Regions from separate parts of the Bos taurus genome. Here region 2 is linked to region 1. A link is a contact called in public Hi-C data. All regions are on one chromosome and are shown on one strand. Each heading gives the region's core, a stretch centred on a gene start, on an enhancer-like site or on the middle of the called end of the contact. The rest is flanking DNA. Distances are from core to core; before and after follow the strand shown. Region 1 holds the start of LOC132342469 (a long non-coding RNA gene). Region 2 holds the start of PARK7 (Parkinsonism associated deglycase).

Region 1 (6,435 bases), core at 1,798-4,297:
GCTGAAAGGGAAGGACGGACATCTGGGTCACAAACAAGTAGCAACCACGTCCCCTCTCTCACTCCAATGTTACCCGCTTGGGGGCTCTGGCAACCCCACATCCTGCACTTACTTCTCAAACTCGCTGCGGCCACCCCAGCAGGCCTTCAAGCTTCCCAAGGCTTGGCCATCATGCAGAAACCCAGTTTTTAACGGGACTCTGATCTCCTGAGCAGCCACTCCTGCCATGGACATTGTGCCTTATTCTGGGACGTCTTCAGACTTGTGATGCCCAGGGATGCGTACGGTCAACCGGTGGCTTTCATTCCCTGGTGGGGGGGAAGGTTGGGTACAGAGGAGGTTAAGAGCAGGGTAAACAATCCCCAAACACGAGGAACTTGAGGGGAGAGAATTCCAGGGCCTGCGGAACAGAAACATCCAGTTACAGACTTCCCCCCAGTCAGGTTTACATTTGCTGTTGCTGCTGTTCAGTTACCAAGTTGGTTCCGACTCTCTGCAACCCCAGGGACCGCAGCACGTCGTAACACTACTGAGTTCTTACTTTTCATGAGGTTACTTAAATACCGACACTAAAAGTCTTTTTTGGGGGTAGGGGTGGTGGTGTTAAATACAGGCTTCCCAGATGGCACTAGTGGTAAAGAACCTCCTTGCCAATGCAGGAGGTATTAAGGGATGTGGATTCCATCCCTGGGTTGGGAAGATGCCCTGGAGGAGGCAATGGCAACCCACTCCAGTATTCTTGCCTCAAGAATCCCATGGACTGAGGAGCCTGGCAGCTACAGTCCACAGGGTTGCAGAGAGTCGGATATGACTGAAGCAACTTAGCATGCATGCAATAAATACTAAGATTTGAGGTGTTTTCAGCCAATGAGAAACAGTCTGTCTCAGGCCAGGGCAGACCTTGGGGTTGGGCGTGGGGGGCAGACAAGTGCACACAGAGAGGCCTCACACAGACGTCTCTCCAGCCTCCTAGTAGACCGACCTGCCCGTGTGGTTGTGCTGAGCGTTGAGCTCATTCCTTACTCCCTGCACCCCACCCTGTCCCAAGCTAAGAAAGTCATTTCAGGAATTACTGTGTTCAATATGGCAGCACCACTGTTCACTAAGACCCAACGCTCTGATGAAGCAGAGGGTCTACAGCTGTCACTTGATGACCCCACAAGCCCAGCACTTATTTAGATTCTGTATTTCAGGGGTGGGGGGTGGTGGCGGGGGGGTGGAGATGGGCCCCGGGAAGACAAATTCTCCAGACACTACTTGTGTAGGAATCGAGACGTCCTCATGCACAGAGGACACTCACTCCTGTTCTGTAAAAAAAAATCAAGTTCTGCAGGATGACCGGCTTCGGGCAGAGGCCTGGACAGCATCCTCCTCCCTTTTGAAGGCAAACTGCGGTCTGCATTCTCTGCATTCTCCTCGGTGGAGTGCCTGGTAATTTATGTGCCGCCTCGCTGTGAGGCATGGGTGACAGAGGCCAAGTCAGTGCAATTTCTCCTAATCCAGCCGCCCCTCTCTTCAGAGCCCTCCAACCCTCCCCTCTCCCCTCAGTCCCTACTGCCTCTCTTTAGTTTCCTGTATCCGTTGGCAAGGTGTACTCATGATTAGCACCCGTCTCTGCCCCCTCTTCAGATACTCATATCCGCTTAGAACAAGTTGAGAACATACCCTGTCGGCCCTCTGCGTCACAGTGACCCCTTCTGTGATGTGTACATACACTTTATGACCCGTTCTCATCCACTCGGCAACTGTGTTTGCACAAACCGAGAGAGCTGGGTGCTGCGCTGAGGGCTGTGGCTGACATGAGTGCGAGAGATGGGTGTGCGGAGCAGAGGGAGGCGGCACACGGTCAGGGTTCTGTTTTAGGGACCGATCTGTCACCCCCTACGAGACTGCGAGCTCAGGAAAGAAGCTGTGTCCCAGTCATTAATTATCACCACCTGAACAGGAGCAGGTGCTGGGTAAGGAGACGTTTGTTGAATGTATATTTGTACAACGCCATCAAACTATTAGTATTGTCAGTATCAACTGAATGTATACAATATGTAAGGCACAGAGCTGTTTTTAAGTTAAGGGTCTAGAAAAACACTCTGCAAATATTCTTTTTTTTTTTTTTTCGTAAAAAGGAATGTAGAGAAGGTACTGTTTCAGTGACAAAGGACCGGGGGCCCAATTACCACTTCTCAGCTTTTTTACTCTCCCAAAGTCAGCTGTTTGAATATACCAGGCAGAGACTTAATAGGTTTAAAATATTATTTCTAATAGTCAAACTTTATCTTTCATCAGTCTCTAAAGATAAAGAAGCAGGGGGGAACCCATCATTTCAGAAATCTAAGTTATTTAGGGGAGGTCTTTTCTGTTGTTTTTGAGGGTTGGTTTTTAGATTAGGAACACAGCGAAATGTGTTTTTACTTCCTTTGAATTCAGTTTAAGCTCTAAGAAAAAAATTTTAAAGACAAGCTTTAGAAAAAGATTTGCTAGACACTTCTTCTCTGACCCTGCCCGGTGCTTTAGAGTGCTCTTCCTAAGAGATCTACAAGCGCTGGCAGGACAACAGGGAGTGTATCTGTGGTGATAGAAAAATGAAAGGCCAGAGAGGAAGGAGAATATGGTATTTAAGTGGTTTGAAAGCACACGTTTGAAGATCGCCCATCCAGATTACAGGAAAGTGCTGCGGGGGACTGTGGAGGCCCAGCCCCCACCTGTCTGCAGGCCAACAAGAACTACCAGTAATTACTGTGTGTCAGACTCCTAATGCCATCTAAATCTTCGCTTTCAACAGAGTGATTGTGTAACCATCGCCTCTGCTGAAATGGCCTCGGAATCCTGGCCCTCCGTCGTCAATGGTCCCTTAACATTCTGTATATGTTCTAGAAAAAGTTATTTTTCAGTCATTGTTTCTATCACCTACTTGTTAGCTTTCTTAAAGGGAAAAAAATTTTTTTTTTTTAGTATAAAAAGAATTGTGTTCACTAAGGCAGCTTGCTGTGACCACAATAGCGTCTTTGTGCATTCATCGAAGGTGACCTGCCTCTACATTTCAATGGGGAATTGTGAATGGGCTGTGTTATGAAACTGTCCAAACCTCCCACTGGCTCGCACGGGGAGCTCCGCCGCAGTGTCACTGCTCTCTCTCTCTCCTTCTGGAGAATAACTCCCCCCTCGGTGGACTCCCAGGAGGGCAGCCTGCTCGGGGTCCAGAAGCCAACTTCTACAGGGTGTTCCCCAGGCAATAAACTGTGGGTGTGGGGCGGAACCACCTGGAATTCTTTTATGCCTCTTAAAAAACTCTAGAAGCATTCAAAATATGTACTCCTTGGAGTAGGGGTGGTGGATCCATCCATTGGTCAACCCTGAGTTAAAAGAAATGTGTGCAGAGCTCAAGGAAACTGAAGCTGATACTGTTGTGTTGTGAATTTTGTCCCCTTACATGTGTAAAACGAGCTCTGCCTTAAGATTCATTAGGAAAACAACTGCAAAAGATACCCCCTCCCCTGTCCTGGGGAAAACCAGGATCTACAAGTCCAAGATGGCACTGGGTGATGAAATGCAGAAACACGAAACCTGATGGGCATCTGGGCAGCCTAGCACACTGACCAGGGTCTCCATAATCTTGGGTATGGAAGCTCCTCTGAAACATGTGGACTAATCTTTAGCCTTTTAGGGTCGAAAATGCTGTTCAATACCAATGGCAGGTATGAACTCCTTTTTCCTATTAACATCACTTGATTTGTTTTTTTTTTTAATTCAAGGAAAAACAAAGGACAACCCTAAAACCATCTGTTTCTTGAGACTGCCCCTTTACTTTCTGTCCTAACAACCTGGGTTAGGGTTAGGGTTAGGGTTAGCGCCGCCTTGAGTTCTGATCCCCGTAGAGGGCTTCAACCCCACATCACAGCTCCTGAATCCCAGGTCCAGCCCTGGCTCAAGCCTCCACTTTGTATGTCCTATTGTCTGGTGATTACCTTTCCACTTGGATGGTCCCCTGGCATCTGGAACTCCACAAACCAAACCCCTCTTGCCACACTCCCTTCCCAAACTAGTTCACGGTCTAAGCAGATCACACGTCTCCCAAAGGCACCATTTTTATCCTGAGCCACAGCAGACGTGCGTTGAATCACCAAGGGCCAGAGCTCATTTCTATGCTGTTTTTCTCAAATCTATCTTCCTTCTGTCCTAATCTGCCTCGGCTATGAAGATCCCCAATCCACCCTACACGCTGGATCTCTGTCCCTGACCTAACCTAAGCTCCAGCTTAGATCTTCCGCTGCTCAAAGACCTTCAAAGGCTTCTCCATACATGCCGCTCAGCCTGCCATTGAAGGCCTCCGGAACAAGGCCCCAGTCCAACCTTTTTCAAGCTCTTGCTTCTCCTTTCCCCAAACTGCTGTTAGAAATCAACATATCCTTTAGGGCGGTTCTCATGCTATCTTCTCCGTGAACCTGCTTTCTCCAGAAAAGCCAGAGAAGTGTCTCCAGGGCCTGATTATTCTGTGCTGTGCCCTAGTCCCCTTCTATCATGCTGATTTTCTACAACAGGACTCTCCGCCTCCCCTCCTTCAACAGATCCTGGCCTCATTCATCTCTAACACGTGCTTATTAAGTGGACTCTGAGAAAACATTCACCTCATTTTTTTTAAAAAAGTAATTACATGAAAGACTCATGTAATTTATAATATATATCAGTGAAGAAGGGAAAAAGCACAGATTTGTAAGGGATAAACATTTGGTGACACTGGTCAATTATAATACAAGTCTAGGGACATGGAGCCGGCAAGGAATGCTCACTAAATTCATTTCCAAAGCCCAAAGCAGACGGTTTTGAGACTAGGTAGTAAAAAGATTTGGAGAAGGAAATGGCAACCCACTCCAGTGTTCTTGCCTGGAGAATCCCAGGGACGGGGGAGCCTGGTGGGCTGCCGTCTATGGGATCCCACTGAAGTGACTTAGCAGCAGCAGTAAAAAGATTAGAAGCTTAAATGGTTAACACTGTAACTTTCCAAACTAGCAGCTGTTACTACATGCTTGCTTAAAGCAATCAGGTAGGGGCTTCCTAACAACAGACACAATGTCACCTTCTCTTCTGGATTATAAGGCACCTACTGTGTTTTTGCTGCTAAATTTAAGCTCATTTTCCTTAAAAAAAAAAAAAGGGGGGGGGGTACACCCAAAAGCACATTCCACATTCTTTATTAAATAGGTGAAATCACATGCTTTTTGTTTGAGGATAACCTCTTTGATACTGTTCTTTAAAAAACCAGGCTACCTTAAGACAGTAACCTAGATATGCTTACCTGGCCACAGATCTCATTAATAAATCTCAGAAGCAATCCACGAGAGGGGGAGGGGCACATTTTTGTCACACGACTCATCCAGTTCTACTCAGTGCTTCCTTATTTAAAAGTGTGATGTAATTTCCTTCTTTCAATCTGGTTTAAGAACCTGATTTCTGTTTATTCAGGGTGATAAATGGTCTCCTCAGCTGCATTTAACAATTACCTCCCTAACAATTTCCATATCCAGGGAGCTATCAGGTAACTATATTTAGAGCCAAAATTTGAGAAAAAAGAAACAGACTTCAGACTGTGACAAATACCAGGATTTTAGATACCCCCCAACCCCTCAAAGAAACCAACTCATCTTTCATTCTGAAAATGTCTAAAACAGTCACCTTTGGCAAAGTAAAAAAAAGAAAACCAAACCAAACCTCACTATTTTTCCTGTGATCAGTGTCTACAGCACTAATGGCCGAGCGATCTGCACTGAACGTTCAGTCTGGCTGTTCTAGAGGGTTTTCACTTTTATTAGGAATATGAGAAAACCTACTGATTTGCTCCTCACCTAACACATTCCGTGTTCACAACTGCTATGGTGTTGTGTGGTCTGAGTTGATTCACTGAAAGCAGAAGGCTCTTCAAAAATCACTGGCTTTAATTCAGGGTGTTGCTCGGATTTTAACAGGTGTGATCTGCCGAGGGGCGGAGGGCAGAGGAAGAGAGGGGGCCGCAAGGTAGGGGCCGCTCTGTGGAAGCATCAACAGCTTCACCCTGAATGCCCAGATGACTTACAAGGGTGTTGAACAAAGTTAACAACATGGAATGAAACTCCGTGGTTTCTGTGAAGAAATGAGTGGCCCAGTGGGAATGGACATATTTCCTCCTCATGCAGCTCCAGGCCTGGTACATAATAGCTCATTGGCAGGTGGTAAAAACCAATGCGACCAGGAGAATATTTCACCTTCACTCTGTCACAGTCAAAGCTGGATGACCTAAGTTCAGGAATAATTCATTATATTTTCTAGCTAAGTATTTTAAGAAATGGCAAGCCAATGGAAAACCTATTTATTCAACTCCATGGTCACTGCCAGCCTCTGGACTCGCGCCGTCTCCCACACGGCCCCGGTGACACAGCAGAAACACCCCGCGGCAAGAACAGATGC
Region 2 (6,435 bases), core at 1,715-4,214, 57 kb before region 1:
GATAGAAGAGCCTGGGCAGTTACAGTCCATGGGGTCGTAAAGAGTCAGCCACAAATGAGCATGCACACGGCAGTAAATAAGATATGGAACATGCCCACCCGCAGTGGCATACTATTTTGTTCAGGAGAAAAATAAAATGAGGAACTTCTTTTTGATATGGAAAATCTTCAAGGTATTCTTAACATGGTAGTGGCAGCAGGAAGGGAAGTGTATAACAAAATAGTCTGCTACATTTCTATGAGAAAGGAAAACAATAGTATTTGTATTTGCTTGTGAATGCATAAAGAAATACTGGACGTATGCCCAAGAAACTAAGAACGTTGCTACCTAGAAGATAACAACCTTACCTTCTAGGTAACGTTGAAGGTGGGAATGGAATTGGATGGGGACCCAGAAGGTGGGTTACCTAGAAGGTGGGAATGGAATTGGATGGAGACCCAGCTAGGAGTCATCTGTTCTATGGAATCATTATCATTTGGGGTTTTGAAACTAGTAAAAGTATCACTAATCAAAGACTTCTAAAAACATAATTTGAGATTGTTGACCTTAAAAAAATAAGACATTCAGAGGGCTGAATTTACTTGGGAATAGCAGAGAAATTGCCAACTCAGGACAAGCCCAACTAACTATGGTGAACCATAGGCAAGTTTAGGAAGCCAAGGGAAAGTCAACATTTATTAGATTTTAGAATGAAATTGGGGAGGGCTGTAGTGGTTTTTTTTCATTGGCTGCAATTATGGGCAGCTTGTTGCTGTGTCAAAAGGAAATTTTCTTTCTTTCCCCGAGCCTGTGAGGTGCAGTGAGTGATATGTGTATTAGACCCTCCCTTCATGGTTTCCCCACTCCACTCTGATTTAGGTTTCCTTTGTGCATTTTCACAAGATTACAATTTCAATAAATTAATTAATCAAGCATGGACATACATCAATTTATTGCATTTACTTGTGCTTCACAGACATTTCGTTTTTTACAAATGGAACGTTTGTGGCAACCCTGCATCAAGCAAACCTACCAATGCCGTTTTCCCAACGGCATTTGCTCCCTTTGTGTCTCTGTGGTGCACTTTGTTAATTCTCCCAGAACTGTAAGTGGAGCCTGAAGATGACTCAGTTGCTGTAATATCGTGATAAAACTTTATCTTCAGATGAGATGAGATGTAACTTTTTACGGATGAGCAAAGTAAGTGGTTTCTTGAGTGGGAATATACTTCTGGTGAAGACACTGTGAAATTGAAATGACAAGGGATTTATAAAATGACAAACTTAGCTGACAAAGCAGTAGCGGGGTTTGAGAGAATTCCGATTTTAAAAAAGCTTTGCCGTGGGCAAAATTTTACCAAATAGTATTGCGTGATAGAATGACTCCTTCTATCTCTGCATTCCTTCTAAGGGGAGTGCAGAGAAAAAGAGTGCGAGCCGGGCATTCAGGCAAGAAAAGAGAAATTTATTAGAGGGAAATGAGAGGGAGACTGGCCCTTGAGGAGAACTATTGTCCTCCCTTTCTGGTGAGGTCTTTCTTATATCCCACCAATGAAAAATTTTCTGAAGGGATGGTTAATTTTTAGCCTGTAGTTAAGTCCTGTGGTCATGTAGCTGGAGGTCTGGAATCTGGTGGTCTCGCAGCTTTGAGAAGATAGGCGCCAGTGACAAACCAGAATGTTATTTGGGCAATTTGGTCAGTCTCAAGGATCACTGTGATTTTATTCTTTGTTTGCCAGGTCAACATAATGAGCCACGTTAACAATGAGACCCCCCACCCCCCCAGCAATGTGGGCCTTATCACTTCAGGAAAGAGCCAATTGATCCAACAAATTTTATTAAGAAATTGCCACAGCCACCCCCAACCTTCAGCAAGCATCACCCTATACTGTCAGTCATCAATATCCCAGGTTCCACCAGCAAAACCCTTTCATCAGGAAAAAGATAGGACTCATTAGCTCAGTTGATGGCTAGCATTTTTTAGGAATATTTTTTAAATAAAGCATATACTGTTATTAAGACATAATCCTATTGCATACTTAACAGGCTACATATAACTTTCATTATGCACTGCTGCTGCTGCTGCTAAGTCGCTTCAGTCGTGTCCGACTCTTTGCGACCCCATAGACTGCAGCCCACCAGGCTCCCCAGTCCCTGGGATTCTCCAGGCAAGAACACTGGAGTGGGTTGCCATTTCCTTCTCCACATTATGCACTAGAAAACAAAAAAAAACTGGTCTGAAACCCAATCTAGTGTCCCTGACTTCGGTGTTCAGCTCCTATTCAAATCCTGTGGATGCAGTATTAAACTCTATTAAAAATACTATTATGAGAACCAAATACACGTGAAATTAGCCACTAGCCAAATCAGTCACAGAGAAACTGGGGGGACCTTAAAGAGTCATAAAACAGTGGAGGTGACTGGACAACGCGCGCCAAGAAACAGAACAATGCAAAGAAAGCCCCGAGGGCACAGAGGAAGCAAGAAGGAACTATTTTATTTTGTGAAAATGCGGGTTTAAAGCAAACCCACGCGGCTCTCCAGACGAGCACAGAGAAAAACGTCTGGCTTGCAGGCATGAAAAACGGGTTAAATTCAGCGCGCGCTGGGGGCACACTGGGCCGTCCCTCGGATGCGGGAGATTTCGGGAGAATGCGTGAGTTTAGAAGACTCCGCTTTCGCTTGTTGTTTCAAATGGAATCAAGCCTAGGCGTACAATCTACACGCAGAAGGGCAGGAGGTACCGCACGTTCCCCAAGGTGAGTTCGGCCGGATATGACATCACGCGAGGCGAGCCACGTGGGTCTGCGCAGTGCGGGACTGAGGAGCCACGCAGGGCGGCGCGCGCCTGCGCAGTGCGGGGCTGAAGGCCAAGCCTGACGGCGCGCGTGCGTGCCGGCGTGCGTGCTTGCGTGCGTCCCGGTTTAGTGCGGTACTGGCCCAGTCGTCACTGGCGCAGAATTGCTGACGGAACGGGCCGAGGCTGGCTGGCTGTGGGAAGAGAGGCGAGGTTCAGGTCTGGGCCATGGGGAGCGCGGCGCAAGCTCAGGTCGTCGGGGCACGGGCCGCCCGCTGGACCCGTAGAGGGTCCCCGAAGCGGCGCGGACCCGGCCGCGTCTGAGGAGGAGGCGGTCTCCCAGGGTTCGCAGAGGGCGCCGTTCGCTCGCCAGCGTAGTAGCAACGCTGAAGCTTCTAGAATTTGCGTGCATAACATCGCACCAGCTTGGAGCTAGTTAATGTTGTTTGTTGACATCGTTTACTAAAATCTGTGATGCATGGGAAACAAAGTCCAGAAAAATAGGCTAACAGCGATTCAGACCCCGGCACAGCGGCTGTCGTTTACGAGAGAGCTAAGTGCGAAGAATCTATCAGGATTGACTGTAGCGTGGGGGAATTACCATTTTTCTCCGTTTTTTTTTTTTTTTTTTTTAAAGCGTGTTCAAATATGTAACACTGTTAACCGCCCCCGAAAATTTAGTGCAGTTACTGGAACTAAAAAATAAAATCCCCTCCAAAAATCTCAGGGGGTAATTGCTAAAGACAGTATTTCTTTTTTTATCCATGAAGTTCAGCCTTTTCTATGTGAAATAGTACTTGAAAAAAGGCGGCTTTGTATTTCCCTCTCCCTGAATTGTGTGAAATGGAAGGCCTATGTGCTTAGGTGTTGGAAAGCTTCATTTACAATATATTAGAAATTAGATTTTTATAAACGTGATGAAATCTGAACATTAACCAACGTGTTGGCAATCTTGCTGTGATGTCATCTCAAAAAAACAGGAACTGAAGTTCTGTTTAAGTCAATATTAACCAAAAATGCTGTTTTATTGTGTTTGCCTATCAAAATCTTTTCCCTGGGAAGCACTTGGTTACTCTGCTTAAAAGTGTTCCTTAATCTTGTTTTTAGGTCTTCTACGGTTGCAGTGAAAGTTTCTTGAAAATCTTGTTTTAATTGAGTCTTTAATAAATACAACGTAAAAATGGCTTCAAAAAGAGCTCTAGTCATCCTGGCTAAAGGAGCAGAGGAAATGGAGACGGTTATCCCTGTAGATGTCATGAGACGAGCTGGAGTAAGTCCCTCAAAGTTTTTTAGCCCTCCTCCGTTTGAAAGCATTTTTGAATTCTTATAAGTAATTTTGGATAAAGTAGTGTTGAATGTTCTTTGTGAAATATTTCAAACATACGCAACAGTACAGAGGCTGTGTAATAATTACTTGTCTGCAACTTAATAGTTAACATTTTACTATATTTTTTTCAGACTTGTTTTTTGAAGATACAAATGTTTTAAAGGAATAAACATTGCAAAGCTCTCTTTATTTCCCTAATTCAATTCCCTTTCTGGCCCCAGAAATAACTGCTCTCCTCACAGTGATGTGAATCCAGCCCAAGCATGTCTAAAGTAACATTAGACTGTGGTTCTCACTCTGCATATCTGCATTATAAACCTTTATACGCCCACATAACCATAGTGAATGCTTAAGTAGCCTTTACTGAATGGTGGATACCATTCTAAGCACTTATACTAGTTTTTAAAACGTTAAAACCACCCTAAGAGTTATTGCCAACCTCTTGTTACAGTTGAAGAAACAGGCAGAGAAGCAGTCAGTGAATGAATCAAGTATTTAAATAAGTGAACTAATCACATTGTAGTAAAGAATGTAGATGCGATTTATTTAAAACTGCTGCTTAATATTGCACTATGGGAATATGCCCAGTCTCCATTCCTCTATTGCATTGTTTTACAGCATTATAGTGCTGTAATACTTTTTTTTTGGTCGTTCTGGTTTTATTGAGATATAATCAACATATAGCATTGTGTAAGTTTAAGGTGTACAGCATACTTAAATATATCATGAAATGATGACCACAATAAGTTTAGTGAATATCCATCATCTTGTATCAATACAAAAGTAAAGACGTAAAAGAAAAATATTTTTTTCCTATCATGAGGACTCTTAGGAATTACTCTTAAAAACTTTTGCATATTAAACATAACAGTATTAATTGTACCTATCCTGTTGTACATTAGTTTCTAATCCTTATTTATCTTATAGCTGAACATTTGTAATATTCTTGTGCAGGTTTTTCTTGTTTAAAGATATGAAAGTTTTTCTAGGCTCTGAGCCTGAAAGGAATTACTACTTGCATATATGATGTTACTAGATTTTGTCAAGTGACTCTCCAAAGTACTGATATTTGGGCCCACCAGCAGTGAGAAAAATTCCTATTGTTCTCAGTATTGTCAGCTTTGTGAATTTTTGCAGGGCAGTGGAGTAGTATTTCATTGTCTTAACTTGCATTTCTACCTTATGAAAATACCAGGAGGATTAAATGGCAACAGCAACTTTGCAAGGTGTTTTATCGATAGGATGATCATATGATTTATCACACAGACAAGAACACTTGTAAAAGAAAGGAGGCTAAGCAGATGGGTACTGGGACAGCATCTTTAATTCATACTGTCAGACCAACTGGGACAGATTAGTGGTTAAATATATTTAGCCAACTTAATAGCCTAAAGTCAGCATGGTTTTGTTGCAGTATTTCCTGCCAGGTTATTTTAAAACACAGGCCAGTTGTGAAAATGTTACTCTAAATTTATGTTCAGTGTTCTTAAATATCATGATGACGTCTTCCTCTTAGATTAAGGTCACCGTTGCAGGTCTGGCTGGAAAAGACCCGGTACAGTGTAGCCGAGATGTTGTCATTTGTCCTGATGCCAGTCTGGAAGATGCAAAAAAAGAGGTTTGTTCTCTAGATTTGGAATCGTTCCTTCCTACCGCTTCTTTATCAGTTTCTTGAACTCTGTCTTAACTACATCTAAAACTGTCATTAGCGCAGACTTATTTTAAGAAAGTTACTTTGCTTAGAGGTCTTCAGCACTAAATTAAGTCCTGGGGAGTGGAGAACTTTGCCTTTTTCCACTCTGTATCCTCAGAACCTGGCAGGTCCCTGACCTCATGTGTTTGGTGTGGGTGGATGGGCGGGACACCATCACTAGTGTTCTGGCTCATACAGGCAGCCTTGCCTCCTTCTGTAACTACATTACTTAGTATGAGAGTCACCTGCACATTTCCCATTCATTTCTTACCCTTTATTCGAAAGCTGTTTCTTATCTTTCCTTTATCAGTGACACAGATGTGGGGTTATGTGATTCATTTTACACGGAACAACTCATACTTGATTTGTGGTTGGATTAAAGGAGGAGTGAGTTCTCCTTAAATTGTGTCATTTTTTCAGTATCTTCAGAATTGAGGTTCTTCCTTTTATGGGGAACCAACGCTTTTGGGAATCCGTCAAGAGCTGTGGTCCCTTTCCTCAGAAGCATGCCTGCCCACACATACCAGCCACTTGAGCCTGCGCTTTCACGGGGCTCAGGCTTCAAGGGCCAATGTGATAGAAGTGTGGGGTGCACCCTTTTAGAGCAGGGATGGGGCAGATCACCACCCATGACAGCTTT

What was found. A called contact is a pair of places that touch in the nucleus more often than the background predicts.
Region 2: a contact with region 1 is called in a Hi-C map of an unstated tissue, with 2.8 times the contacts expected there. The contact joins the promoter of PARK7 here to the enhancer-like site in region 1. A contact is called at or near these places in 5 of 11 Hi-C or Micro-C datasets (blastocyst, liver, skeletal muscle and 2 more).

The regions. Positions count from the first base shown.
Region 1 is chr16:45,356,518-45,362,952 of ARS-UCD2.0, reverse strand. It overlaps ERRFI1 (ERBB receptor feedback inhibitor 1), which reads right to left. Exons shown (of 4, transcript NM_001077930.1): 2 at 113-308; 3 at 1. The coding sequence starts at 234. It overlaps LOC132342469 (a long non-coding RNA gene), which reads left to right and starts at 299. Exons shown (of 2, transcript XR_009490856.1): 1 at 299-1,958; 2 at 2,780-3,748. Within about 2 kb of position 3,047, at least 22 of the 102 cell types and tissues checked have an H3K27ac peak or open chromatin away from gene starts, as enhancers often do.
Region 2 is chr16:45,413,503-45,419,937 of ARS-UCD2.0, reverse strand. PARK7 (Parkinsonism associated deglycase) reads left to right here and starts at 2,964. Exons shown (of 7, transcript NM_001015572.1): 1 at 2,964-2,994; 2 at 3,883-4,045; 3 at 5,619-5,720. The coding sequence starts at 3,956.